Regions from separate parts of the Mus musculus genome. Here all the other regions are linked to region 2. A link is a contact called in public Hi-C data. All regions are on one chromosome and are shown on one strand. Each heading gives the region's core, a stretch centred on a gene start, on an enhancer-like site or on the middle of the called end of the contact. The rest is flanking DNA. Distances are from core to core; before and after follow the strand shown.

What was found. A called contact is a pair of places that touch in the nucleus more often than the background predicts.
Region 1: a contact with region 2 is called in a Hi-C map of adipose-derived mesenchymal stem cells, with 2.6 times the contacts expected there. The contact joins the enhancer-like site here to the promoter of Jag1 in region 2. A contact is called at or near these places in 4 of 39 promoter capture datasets (the 3T3-L1 cell line, 3T3-L1-derived adipocytes and the HPC-7 cell line), 8 of 484 Hi-C or Micro-C datasets (3T3-L1-derived adipocytes, the Ba/F3 cell line, adipose-derived mesenchymal stem cells and 4 more) and 1 of 115 datasets of contacts at active chromatin or transcription factors (neural progenitor cells).
Region 3: a contact with region 2 is called in a Hi-C map of group 2 innate lymphoid cells, with 3 times the contacts expected there. The contact joins the enhancer-like site here to the promoter of Jag1 in region 2. A contact is called at or near these places in 2 of 39 promoter capture datasets (both in the 3T3-L1 cell line), 4 of 484 Hi-C or Micro-C datasets (group 2 innate lymphoid cells, nephron progenitors and pancreatic cancer cells) and 1 of 115 datasets of contacts at active chromatin or transcription factors (embryonic stem cells).
Region 4: a Hi-C map of uterus shows a contact between it and region 2, with 4 times the contacts expected there. The contact joins the enhancer-like site here to the promoter of Jag1 in region 2. A contact is called at or near these places in 5 of 39 promoter capture datasets (the 3T3-L1 cell line, cranial neural crest, frontonasal cranial neural crest and 1 more), 7 of 484 Hi-C or Micro-C datasets (the AML12 cell line, cranial neural crest, nephron progenitors and 2 more), 3 of 115 datasets of contacts at active chromatin or transcription factors (craniofacial prominence, embryonic limb bud and embryonic stem cells) and 1 of 9 other capture datasets (adipose tissue).

What each region holds. Positions count from the first base shown.
Region 1 is chr2:137,203,319-137,206,018 of GRCm38.p6, reverse strand. No RefSeq gene overlaps it. Among named protein-coding and RNA genes, the nearest start is that of Gm39944, 59 kb to the left of the region's middle. Within about 2 kb of position 1,373, at least 40 of the 459 cell types and tissues checked have an H3K27ac peak or open chromatin away from gene starts, as enhancers often do. A contact at or near this core is called in adipose-derived mesenchymal stem cells, where this site is marked.
Region 2 is chr2:137,115,112-137,117,811 of GRCm38.p6, reverse strand. Jag1 (jagged 1) reads left to right here and starts at 1,292. Exons shown (of 26, transcript NM_013822.5): 1 at 1,292-1,635; 2 at 2,103-2,408. The coding sequence starts at 1,555.
Region 3 is chr2:137,223,596-137,226,295 of GRCm38.p6, reverse strand. No RefSeq gene overlaps it. Among named protein-coding and RNA genes, the nearest start is that of Gm39944, 39 kb to the left of the region's middle. Within about 2 kb of position 1,450, at least 25 of the 459 cell types and tissues checked have an H3K27ac peak or open chromatin away from gene starts, as enhancers often do. A contact at or near this core is called in group 2 innate lymphoid cells, where this site is marked.
Region 4 is chr2:137,242,890-137,245,589 of GRCm38.p6, reverse strand. No RefSeq gene overlaps it. Among named protein-coding and RNA genes, the nearest start is that of Gm39944, 20 kb to the left of the region's middle. Within about 2 kb of position 1,434, at least 17 of the 459 cell types and tissues checked have an H3K27ac peak or open chromatin away from gene starts, as enhancers often do. A contact at or near this core is called in craniofacial prominence, embryonic limb bud and uterus, where this site is marked.

The sequences.
Region 1 (2,700 bases), core at 124-2,623, 88 kb before region 2:
AAACATAGAAGAAATAGAGAGGAAATGAAAACAGGAAGAACTGGTTAAAAACAATAGAGGAAAACTGGTAATGATATACAGGAATTGTAGAATTCTTATGAATTTTCTATGAGTTTGAAGTTAGGAGAAAATGGCAGAGAGGGATATTGTAACATAATGTTATAATTCTCAGTCATCTGAAGATTCTACATCAAGTGATCTTGGAACCTACTACACTTTTCTTTAAAACCAATGCCAGTTAAAGTAACAAGGAACCAACCCTGAGTTTTCCAAAGCACAAGACCTCCCTCTTCAAAGGGAGCTTTGCCTTTTGTCTTCCTCTGCAGATGAGACTCCAAAGAGAGGACAGGACCTGGTGTCCCCAAAGGAGTTCCTCACAAGTGCTCTGAAGAGAGACCGCCCATTCTGCAGGCATGAGCAATACTTAACATTCTCACTCAAAGCATTGACTGAGCCTGTTTAATTTGGCTTTCTTTTCGTTTTATTCTGCTATGCTTGGATAGCTGAGTGGATCTATTTACGGCATTCCCTGTTGTCTGAGAATGTAGCTTTGACATAGTATCAGAAGCCATTTACAATGTGGACACTAGTAACTTCTTTAAGATCTCTAGGTCTACTTCCAGATTTCTCCCCTTCCCCCCATCCCCACCACTTTTCTTGGAGGTCATCTGTGCCATGAGACTTAGCCCAGTGCTCCTCATCCCAAGTGGCTTACCCAGGTTGACATGATTGGCTTCTCTTTCAGCAGTTAAGCGTGGTAAAATGTTTGACACGACCCTACTCAGGCTTCTTTGTGTGCCAAGATCAACACGTGATCGGTACAGCTGAGCTTTATAGAGCTGACCCCCAAAATATCTGTTTACCCAGATGTTGACATTCTCATGACTAATGGACAAAGCTCCTGGGACACACTGTAGGTGGCAGAGCAGAATTCAGAATTCCAGTCAGAATTACAGAGCTAGCAAGGACATAGGGATGGTTGATCCTAACCGTCATGCTTTCAGTGGAGGAAAATGGAACTGAAAGGGTGAATGTGACTTATCCAGCAAATCTGGGATTAGTGTCCAGGTATCCTGTCTGCTGCGTTGGTGTCTGTGAACTTTAACCAAAGGGATGAATGCTCGCATGTGAAATGGCCTCAGTTGCCCGAGTTATTGGGTGTGTATCAAGGAAGACAGCCTCCCCAGTACATACTTTGGGATTAGGGAGGACAATGTTTCCAAATCCCTTTTTCAGAGTCCGTACATGAAGAAACCTCAAACCCAGGATTCCAGCCAAAAACAATGATTCTCAAGTTCCTATGAGATCCTGCATGGATGTTTAGCCAGGCAGTGTGCTGACTAGGCTGGCTGACTCCAGTGGCTGATGGGAGCCTCACAGGGCTCCAGGGCTGACACTTCAAAGGGATGGGATGTGAGCTTGTGAGGCTGAGTCACCCTCATAGGCCATTTGCTCCTATCAACAGGATGAGGAACCCAGGGGGAGCACAGAGGGCAGTTCTGAAGGGCAGTGCAGAACACTGTTCCTCCCAACCTAACCACGTGCTCCTCGCCACTTAAAAAAAGGCTTCCTGAGACATTTATGGCAAATCTTCAAGAAAAGTATTTGAGGAGCAGAGCGCTCCTCTGAAACCTTTTGAACACACAAAAAAAAAAGGACAAACAAACAAACAAAAAACCCTCTTAGCGCATTCATTCATGCACTTCATTATTTATTCATTCACATGTCCAGTGATTTTAACGCCTATTATTTTGGCAGGTGGCACACTGGGTTGCAGTGAGGTCTTACTAGGAACTCACAGTCCTAATCTCCATAAGAAATAAAGAGCTACCACGAATAAAAAAAAAGATAACCCTATTGAATTATAACCAAAATATATTACTGTCTTTCACAGAACAGGGTTCACTGAAAAGAAATGCAAACATTGGCTAAGCACATGAGAGAGTACATTTGAGATATCAAATTAAGAGCCACTATTCTTAAGCATTGTATCCACTGAACCTTCAAATGCTGAGAAGATTAGTGTCTTCAGATTGTGTGGGGGCTGGAACTTACAAACACTGTAGGTACTGAGGGTGTGACTTGAGGCATCTTTAAGAAAGCTATCCAAAATTGTAATGTGTACCCCCTCAATTTTCCCCCCTCTAGTGACATGAATAAGAGTAGTCTGGGTACCATTTGGTTCGCTACCCTCAGCCCACATGACAGGACAAGGTACATGTGTCTAGGCCTAGCTTAGACAAGTGTGAAATCCCTACCATAATGATCAATTCAGAAATAGTCAAAGTTGCCTTCTGACTTCCATTGGACTTGGAGTTTTAAGGATGGAAGCCCAAAGATCCTGCAGCCATTTGTCAGTACAAAGGAAGGTCCGGAGAATGGAGCAATGAAGGCCAGTGGAGGGAATGGATTCCTGAGATGCTCATAAACCTTGAGCTACCATCCTAAAGGTAGATCCATTCTCTCACCTATGAAGGTTGTCTTTTGTATTAGCTACTATAGGTTAATGTTTCTGTTGATTACAACTGAAAAGCCCAAACAGAAATGTATATACCTAAAGAGGGTCTACTGTGTACTCTGTCAGATCAGCATTAACACTGAAATAAGTATCAATTCTCTAGGTGTTTATGTGGAGAAGAAATATCTAAATGTCTAAGTGATTATAGCATATCACAGAACATAGGTAAGTTGGTGCATAAC
Region 2 (2,700 bases), core at 43-2,542:
TTTCCTAAAGAGCTCCGTTTAAACCCGCCTGGAGTGGAGCTGGCAGAGACTTCAGCCAGCCTTTGGGTTCCCTTTGACCTTGATTATGACCAGGAGTGTCGCTGCTAATTGCGAGGCCTGCCTCAAGGTGGAAAATGGCATCGGTTTCCACCACCACCCAGGAGAAGCCAAGTTCTGTGGACCACGACAGCGGTTAGGTTCTTTTCAGGCCGCGTCTCGCCACCCAGAGAGCAGCGCGGAGGCCGCCTACAGGTGCAGTCCCGCCACTGCGCCCGGGCTGGAGGCTGGCGGAGCCCTCGGCGTCTCAGAAAGCCCTTCCCGAAGTCCGGGCTGAGCCCCCGGGTGCCCGCCGGCCACTCCCCCTGCTTCCCCCACGCCTCTGCCCCGGCGCGGTCTGGAAAGGACGCTGGGAGCCCCTCCGAGGCTCCACGGACATGGATTTGGGAAGGGATGGCGCGCGGCCGAGGCTTTCCCTCGAGTTTGCGGCAAGTCTGACTCCGGGAAAGTTTTTCAAAGTTCCCAGCAGAGTCTGCCCAGGTCGCCTCTGCGGGGCGAGGAGACGGCGGCGAGCGCGCCAGTCTCGCCGCCGCCAGCACAGGGCTCTGGGCTCGCTTGCTGGGAGCGGCCCGGGTTCCCGGCGGGCAGGCCCTCCTCCCCGGGGCAAAAGCCGCAGCTGACGCAGGCGGCTCCGAAGGCGGAAGCCGCCCGCCCCAACTGCTCCGGCCGTACCGCGGCGCCTACACCTGGGGCTTGCAAGGGAGCCCAGGCCGTGCACCGAGGGGGCGGTCCAGCGGAGGCGCTCTGGGCTTCTCAGAGCCATGGGCTCCTCCACGGTCCTTCCAGGTTCCTTTCTCCTGGCCCGGGCTCCCCGGGACACTGATCTGCGTGTGGGGGCCCCTCGGGCGGCCATGCCACCCGGTCCGTCCCGCAACTTCCAACCCCTTCTCAATTTCTCCCCTCCCCAACAACCCGGAGGAAAGGGGCGTGCCCAATAGATGGCACGCCCCTTATGAATATTAACAATCGCGCATGCGCCTTGTTCCGCGTGTTGAGAAGAGGTGGCCAGCCGGAGTCCCGGCTCCCAGACCGGCGCTCCGGGTCCCTTCGAGAGCCAGGCGGGCACGCGTCATTGTGTTACCTGCAGCCGGCCGGCGAGCTAGGCTCAGGTTTTTTTTTTTTTTTTCCTCCCCTCCCTCCCCGCGTTTCATGCAGCTGATCTGAAAGGGAATAAAAGGCTGCGCATAATCATAATAATAAAAGAAGGGGAGCGCGAGAGAAGGAAAGAAAGCCGAGAGGTGGAAGAGGGGGGAGCGCCTCAAAGAAGCGATCAGAATAATAAAAGGAGGCCGGGCTCTTTGCCTTCTGGAACGCGCGGCTCTTGAAAGGGCTTTTGAAAAGTAGTGTTGTTTTCCAGTCGTGCATGCTCCAATCCACGGAGTATATTAGAGCCGGGACGCGGCGGCCGCGGGGGCAGCGACGACGGCAGCCTCGGCGGGAGCACCAGCGCTAGCAGCGGCGGCGGCGTCCGGAGTGCCCGTGGCGCGCGGCGCAGCGATGCGGTCCCCACGGACGCGCGGCCGGCCCGGGCGCCCCCTGAGTCTTCTGCTCGCCCTGCTCTGTGCCCTGCGAGCCAAGGTAGGAGTCTCTCTCCCGCTCTTGCTCCCCGCGGTCCTCTCCCTTCCCTCGTGGCGTTCTGGACGGGAGCGGCTGTGGCTCCCAGTGCAAGTTCCGGAGCCCTTGAGTACAAGGCTCCCTGACCCTGACTTTTCACCCGAGAGGCAGCACCCGGTGAGGGAACGCTGGTTCCCCAGAGGGGAGCCCCTGGCCTCGAAAGATAAACTCCTCCAGGCTGGGCAAAATGCGATCATTACGTTCTCACGGTCCTTCGGGGCACTTGTCTTAGTTTTCCCGCACTTGTGTTTTTTATGCCCCCAAACCAGGTTGAGCCCTAAACCTAGTTTTTGCAAAATTATTTTCACTTGCCACCGAGGATCTTTGGCAGCCTGGGGTGTGTGTATTGGGGGTGGGGGGTGTCAAGGAGTCTCCACCTCCACCTTCAGAGAAAACTTTCTCATGCGTTGACCTTCCTTCCTCGCTGGCAGGTGTGCGGGGCCTCGGGTCAGTTTGAGCTGGAGATCCTGTCCATGCAGAACGTGAATGGAGAGCTACAGAATGGGAACTGTTGTGGTGGAGTCCGGAACCCTGGCGACCGCAAGTGCACCCGCGACGAGTGTGATACGTACTTCAAAGTGTGCCTCAAGGAGTATCAGTCCCGCGTCACTGCCGGGGGACCCTGCAGCTTCGGCTCAGGGTCTACGCCTGTCATCGGGGGTAACACCTTCAATCTCAAGGCCAGCCGTGGCAACGACCGTAATCGCATCGTACTGCCTTTCAGTTTCGCCTGGCCGGTGAGTGAGCGACACACCGACAGAGTCGAACGCGGGGCCGAGCCCTATATTGCCTTGAGAAGGATTTAATGCCACTTGAAACTTGGCACTAAGTTGAGAGGCTTTGGGGGTGGCAAGTTTGAGAGTCCAGACTACAGCTGGACCTGGACAAGATGAGACGGGCGGGTCTTCCATTCTGGGTGGTGTCTGCTTAGCGCAGCGAAATGGGGTCTCTGAAGAGCATTGCTGGGGGAAAGTACGCAAGGATGCTAATTTTATGCTTGCTACTTCCAGTTCCCACCCTCGACCAGGC
Region 3 (2,700 bases), core at 201-2,700, 110 kb before region 2:
GAAGCGACAGGAGAACCAGGACAAGGTATTTCTATTGTTTATAAATAAAGATCGGGAGAGCAGGCATGGCAGGGCACTAACAGTGAGTAACAGGATCAATGGGCTTGACTCTGTAGGAGAAAAACCCTTGAAGACTCTTCATGAGTTATGCTGTAAAACATGGCCGCCTCTAGCCCCATATGACTACTTAAACTCAAATAAAATAAAATTTAATTAAAACCTAGTTTTTTTTTTTTCAAGTTTACCAGCCATGTACTACTTACTTAATGGCCACCATGGCCAGAGCCTTGGTGTTGTTCAGTGCAGACCCAGAGCATCCCCACAGTGGTTGTTCTACCGGACAGCAGGTGAGTTTGTAGAACACTGATTAAGCGCAAGCTCAAAGGAACATCAGTGGAACACCTGGAGGAAGAATATGGCGAAGAAAAACCGGGGAACCCAGGCCATAGGAGGAAAACTAGAAAACACGCATCACAGTAAAGAGCACTTTAAAGGAAGAATTTATATATTAGTTCCACCTTGGACAAAAGCCCCACACAGAGCTAGCAGGCACTCAAACCAGTTTGCTCTGCAGCCCAGAATTTGTGTTCCCACATGGCCTGCAAAGGACTTCTTTTTCTTACAGTCACGAACAAGCCCTGAATTTGGCCCTTCCTATAAAGAAACCTTGAGAAGGACAAATGATAGCCACAGCTAGGGAAGCAGACGCCTAGAGGCTTGCTCTCCCTTCCTTCCCTCAGAAAAATTAAAAAGAAAAACTTTTAAAATCATATGTAAACAGACAAGGCACACTCCTGCCTGTGCCAACACACACCTCTCCAACAGGCCACTGCCTGCATACCTACGCAACTTCCTGTTTGCTTGTGCAATTACCTAAAGTTCACAGAAGAATGCATGTTCTGAGTGCAGCCTTTTCTGGCCCACACATGTATGTGCATATTTTGAAAGTGCAAATGAGGCAGAGAGCACAGCTCTTTAGTGTAGCCCTAAGGGGTACATTATTCTGATCAGCACTAACACGGCCGTCCTACACTAAGGCATCAGCTCTAGGTTCCACTAGAGGCCACGATGTTAAACAAGCAAACAAACCCGGTTCTCCCAAGGCCTACAACTTTCTCCTGCCCTTCACTCGTGTCTCCTCTTATTAAAGTCCTACTGACTCCAAAGGGCCCACTTTCTCCTAAATGTCTCTCCAAATTCTTCTTCAGATTCCTGACTCACACCGCAGGAATGTGCATACGTGTCTTGGTGTCTTAATAATGACCTTGTCTTTTTAAGCTGCCTTCTAACTCTAATTTCACACACTAACTCCTGAAACCTTGTTCTGGTGTACCTTCTCCTGTAGTGGTCCAGCCAGGTGTTCAACTAACCACTTCCCCTTCCCCCCTCCTCCACCTCCACCCTTCAACACAAATGAGTCATATTTACCGGCCTTCCTTGTAGTTTTAATCAACCACATAATCAAGTCTCAGCTACTGCAGAGGTAGGAAGTGACATAGATTTGTGTAGCTATCAACCCTCACCATCGGTGAGGCTTCTTTTTGCAGCACTTAATGCACAGAAAACATAGCAGAAGAGGGTACAAAAAGATTGTAAGAAGCAGAGGTTTGGTGGACTGCAGTTAAGCAAGGGCTCCTGGACATGACGAGGTGAAAAGGTAAGGGCTTTTCTAGGTACTCCTTTACTTTGAATAATGACACAGAGATATAGTTACTAAAAGCTTCAAGGCACTATTGCTGGGCAGACCCTGAGCTACTCTAACCTGACAATGCTGACCTGACCTACTTCCCAGGCACATAGCTGCCATTTTGGGCTCTCGCTGGCACTTCCTTTTTCATTTGTGTCCTGATGTTGATGCTTGGTCCCACCTGAGACCCTCTCTTATTCTCAGGGCACAGAAGTGCTGACTTATCCTCTCCTGCCAAACTATAGGCTATTTAGCCCTTTATTTAACCAATCAGGAGGTAATGGAGAACAATGTTGTATAAAATACTGCATCATACCAAAGTCCCAACCATAACTAGATCTCTGGGGACATAAATCAGCACATGGATGCACAGTGCACAGTAACATCCCCCAACAACATGGATGTGAGTTCATGCATTCACAGCAGCTATGACTGCTTGCATAAGACAGACATAAGTATGACTGTTTGCATAAGACAGACATAAGAAGCCAGGTGTGGTGGTGCATGCCTTTAATCCCAGAATTCGGGAGGCAGAGGCAGGTGGATTTCTGAGTTCGAGGCAAGCCTGGTTTACAAAGTGAGTTCCAGGAGAGCCAGGGATACACAGAGAAACCCTGTCTCGGACCCCCCCCCCCAAAAAAAGACAAAACAAAACAAAACAAAACAAAAAAAACAAAAGACAGACATAAGATCAAGCCAGTCATTCCTGTATGAGAGGGAAGGACTCATGAGCCCTGACCCCTAGTTGAGGAGCTATTAGCAGTTGATGGTTGGGGTGGTAGTAGTCATTTTTTTTAGGGACATGGTCCCTGGTAGGTTTTTCCCATGTTCGACTGTTTTCCCCCTCACCTATGACAATATGGGCATTATTGATTGTTTTGGTATTTAAAAACATTGCTTTTTAAAAGGATAGGAGGTAACCCTCTGGAGGGAAGAGCACACCAATTGGTTGTCCAGTGCTACATAGTCATCCCTGAAAACATACACAGGTTAACAGTATATGGACTCAACAA
Region 4 (2,700 bases), core at 185-2,684, 130 kb before region 2:
CCTTAGGACTCTGACCAATAGGAGCTACCCACTGGGTGGTGAACTTGATGTTCATGAGAGAGAGAGAGAGAGAGAGAGAGAGAGAGAGAGAGAGAGAGAGAGAGAACAGGAAGAAGCCCTGCCATAAATATGCAGGGCTCCTTGGGAAGGGCTGCTGTATCCTGTGTGGTGATCACTTGGCACATTTCCTTAAGTGTCTGCATTACTGCAGTAATCCCCGATCACCCGTGTAACCTGAGCCTCTCTTTGATCTTTACAACCTGAAAGGATTCCACTAGCGAAGTGCAATAACTCCAATACTACAGTGCAGCTAATTGAACAAGAATTAAAAATATACCCAAGGTGACACAGAGACGTCCACAAAAGAATCCGAACCTGGTTCCATCCCTCACCATTCCACAGGCTCTTTATTGAGCAAAGTAGATACAAAGACAGGGCTGCTCCATCAAATGAATCCAAAGGCAATTCTCTGATTTCCCCAAGAAATCCCCCTCCCACATCAAATGACTGTAAAACACCCACCTTTCTCAACTGATCCATGTCTATGCCTGGCTGATTCTTAGTGATAGTGCAGAGCTTGTTTTGGTTTAATTTGGGTTGGATTTTTGGTCTACAGCTCCATTTTTTCAAAAATCATTCACATGGGTCTTTATGACTTTGAAGTATTACGAACATCCCCTCAGTAAGGTTGGCAGATGTTCCCCCTATGAATTAAATTTCTGCAATGTGAGAGAAAGATACTTCACACTGCTTCCATTTCCTGGACTCCTGGAGGCTAGAGTGTGACCCAAGACTTGCTCAAACACTGTGACCCACAACAAACAGTGTTTGACTTGAGGGAGGATGGTAATGGCTTCAAATATACGCATAATAAAATATTGCGTGTCCCATTGCAATATGCAGTGGAGCTGACAAACCCATAACAGAGCAGATGGAAGATTATGGCAGCAGCTGAGGACTGAACTGTGTACGGAGAAGATGTCAAGTTCTAGAAAGCTGTTGCAGACCTCCTACCTCATGAGGCTTACACTCTAAGACAACAAAAGCATGTGCTTTGTGACAGCCACACCCTACAACACATACACCCCAGTGGTCCCCTGATGGTTCTGTCCTTAATTAGAAGGGCAGGTTCACTTTCCCAGGCCAAGCTTCGTGGTGAACATCGAGCACCCAGTTGGGCAATGGAAAATGCTCCCGAATCTTCCCTTCCAACCAGGGCTTCCTTATCACATTCATCAACGCTCTTTTAAAATGAATAGAAAAAAAAAAAACCAAAAATGTAAATGTCTTACCAATTTGCCCAGGAAGAATTAATCTTCACAGCCACCTCAAAGGCTTGACAACTTTATTTTCATTGTGTGGAGCTGGGTGGGTCCCCTGCCCAGGCTTCCTAAAGAGAGCCAGCCCTTCTTGGCAGTTTCCAGGCCTGCCACTCCAGTGACCATGATCAAAGGGGAAGGAAAACCGAGCCGCTGAGCCTCGAGGACTAAAGCTAAAACAACAGATTTGTTTCTTGGCTTCTCTATTAAATACATTCAGAGTGTTTAAAGCCCTGTAAGGAACCGCTCTGGGGCCCTGGATGTGAGAGGCCCATCTAAACCCTTTCCCAAGAGGAAATCTCTCGCCTCAGTGGGGTAAATTAGCTCATTAAGAGCAGCCAGAAGCAGGTAGGAAACCTGGGAAGTGGGAGCTTTAATTCAAAGCACAGAAAATTATAGATTTCTTTACACATTAAAAAAGCATTTATCTTGGCTAAAAATGAAACAACTTTTCAATGATCAACACATGGTTCAAATCTGCTTTACTAATTTATATCTATCCACCAGTCTGTCTAGTTGTTCAGCTACCAGGAAATTCAATTATATTTAAGAATTCTTTGTTGAACACCTACTATGTGCCTCTGGCATAGTTATGCATTATGTAAACACAAATAAATAATTGAAAGCAGGCATCTACTTGTTGAGGAGGTAAGTCACATTTATTTAAAATTGCAAGAGAAACACCTAAAACATACTTTTGATACAATAAGCATTGAGCCTGCCTGGGTGGTAACAATGCAAAATAGAATGCTAAAATATGTTATCTGCAACCCATAGGATCCAGTGCTAAGATTTACAAAGGGCTCATGGGTCACAGGATGTAGGGGACTGAACAGGTAGGTGGGGTTTCTATGGAATGTGCTTCAAATAAACCAGGACCTAAAGACTGAGCCCTTAAATATCTTCTACTACCCAAGTCTCCTTCAGTTCTCTGGGCTGATTTCTACTCTAATATATTGGACAATAATTATTTCTTTGTTTATTTACTCATTGTTTAATGTTCAAACTGGTGGGTGGTAACTTTGTGAGAATAGACCATGTCCTTTTTTCAAAGTATTTGGGATACTTAAAAGACAGATTATAAGCCTTGGGTAAGAACCTATTACATACTATTATGCTGCTAAATGGACATAGTATTTATACCTATAGATCAATGCGTTTCTCAGCCTTCATCTGAGAAACTTCCATTTGCAGTAGATGGTGCTGAACATAGAAACCTACAACGTGCTAAAATGTAAAGAATAATAGACTGTAGACTACTCAGCCCTAAAGGGAACATCACACACCATACACATACAGAGAGCTGAGAGATTATTATGGAAGAGGGACAGAAAGAATGTAAGAGCCAGAGGCTATGGTTAATTATGTGGAACATTCTCTT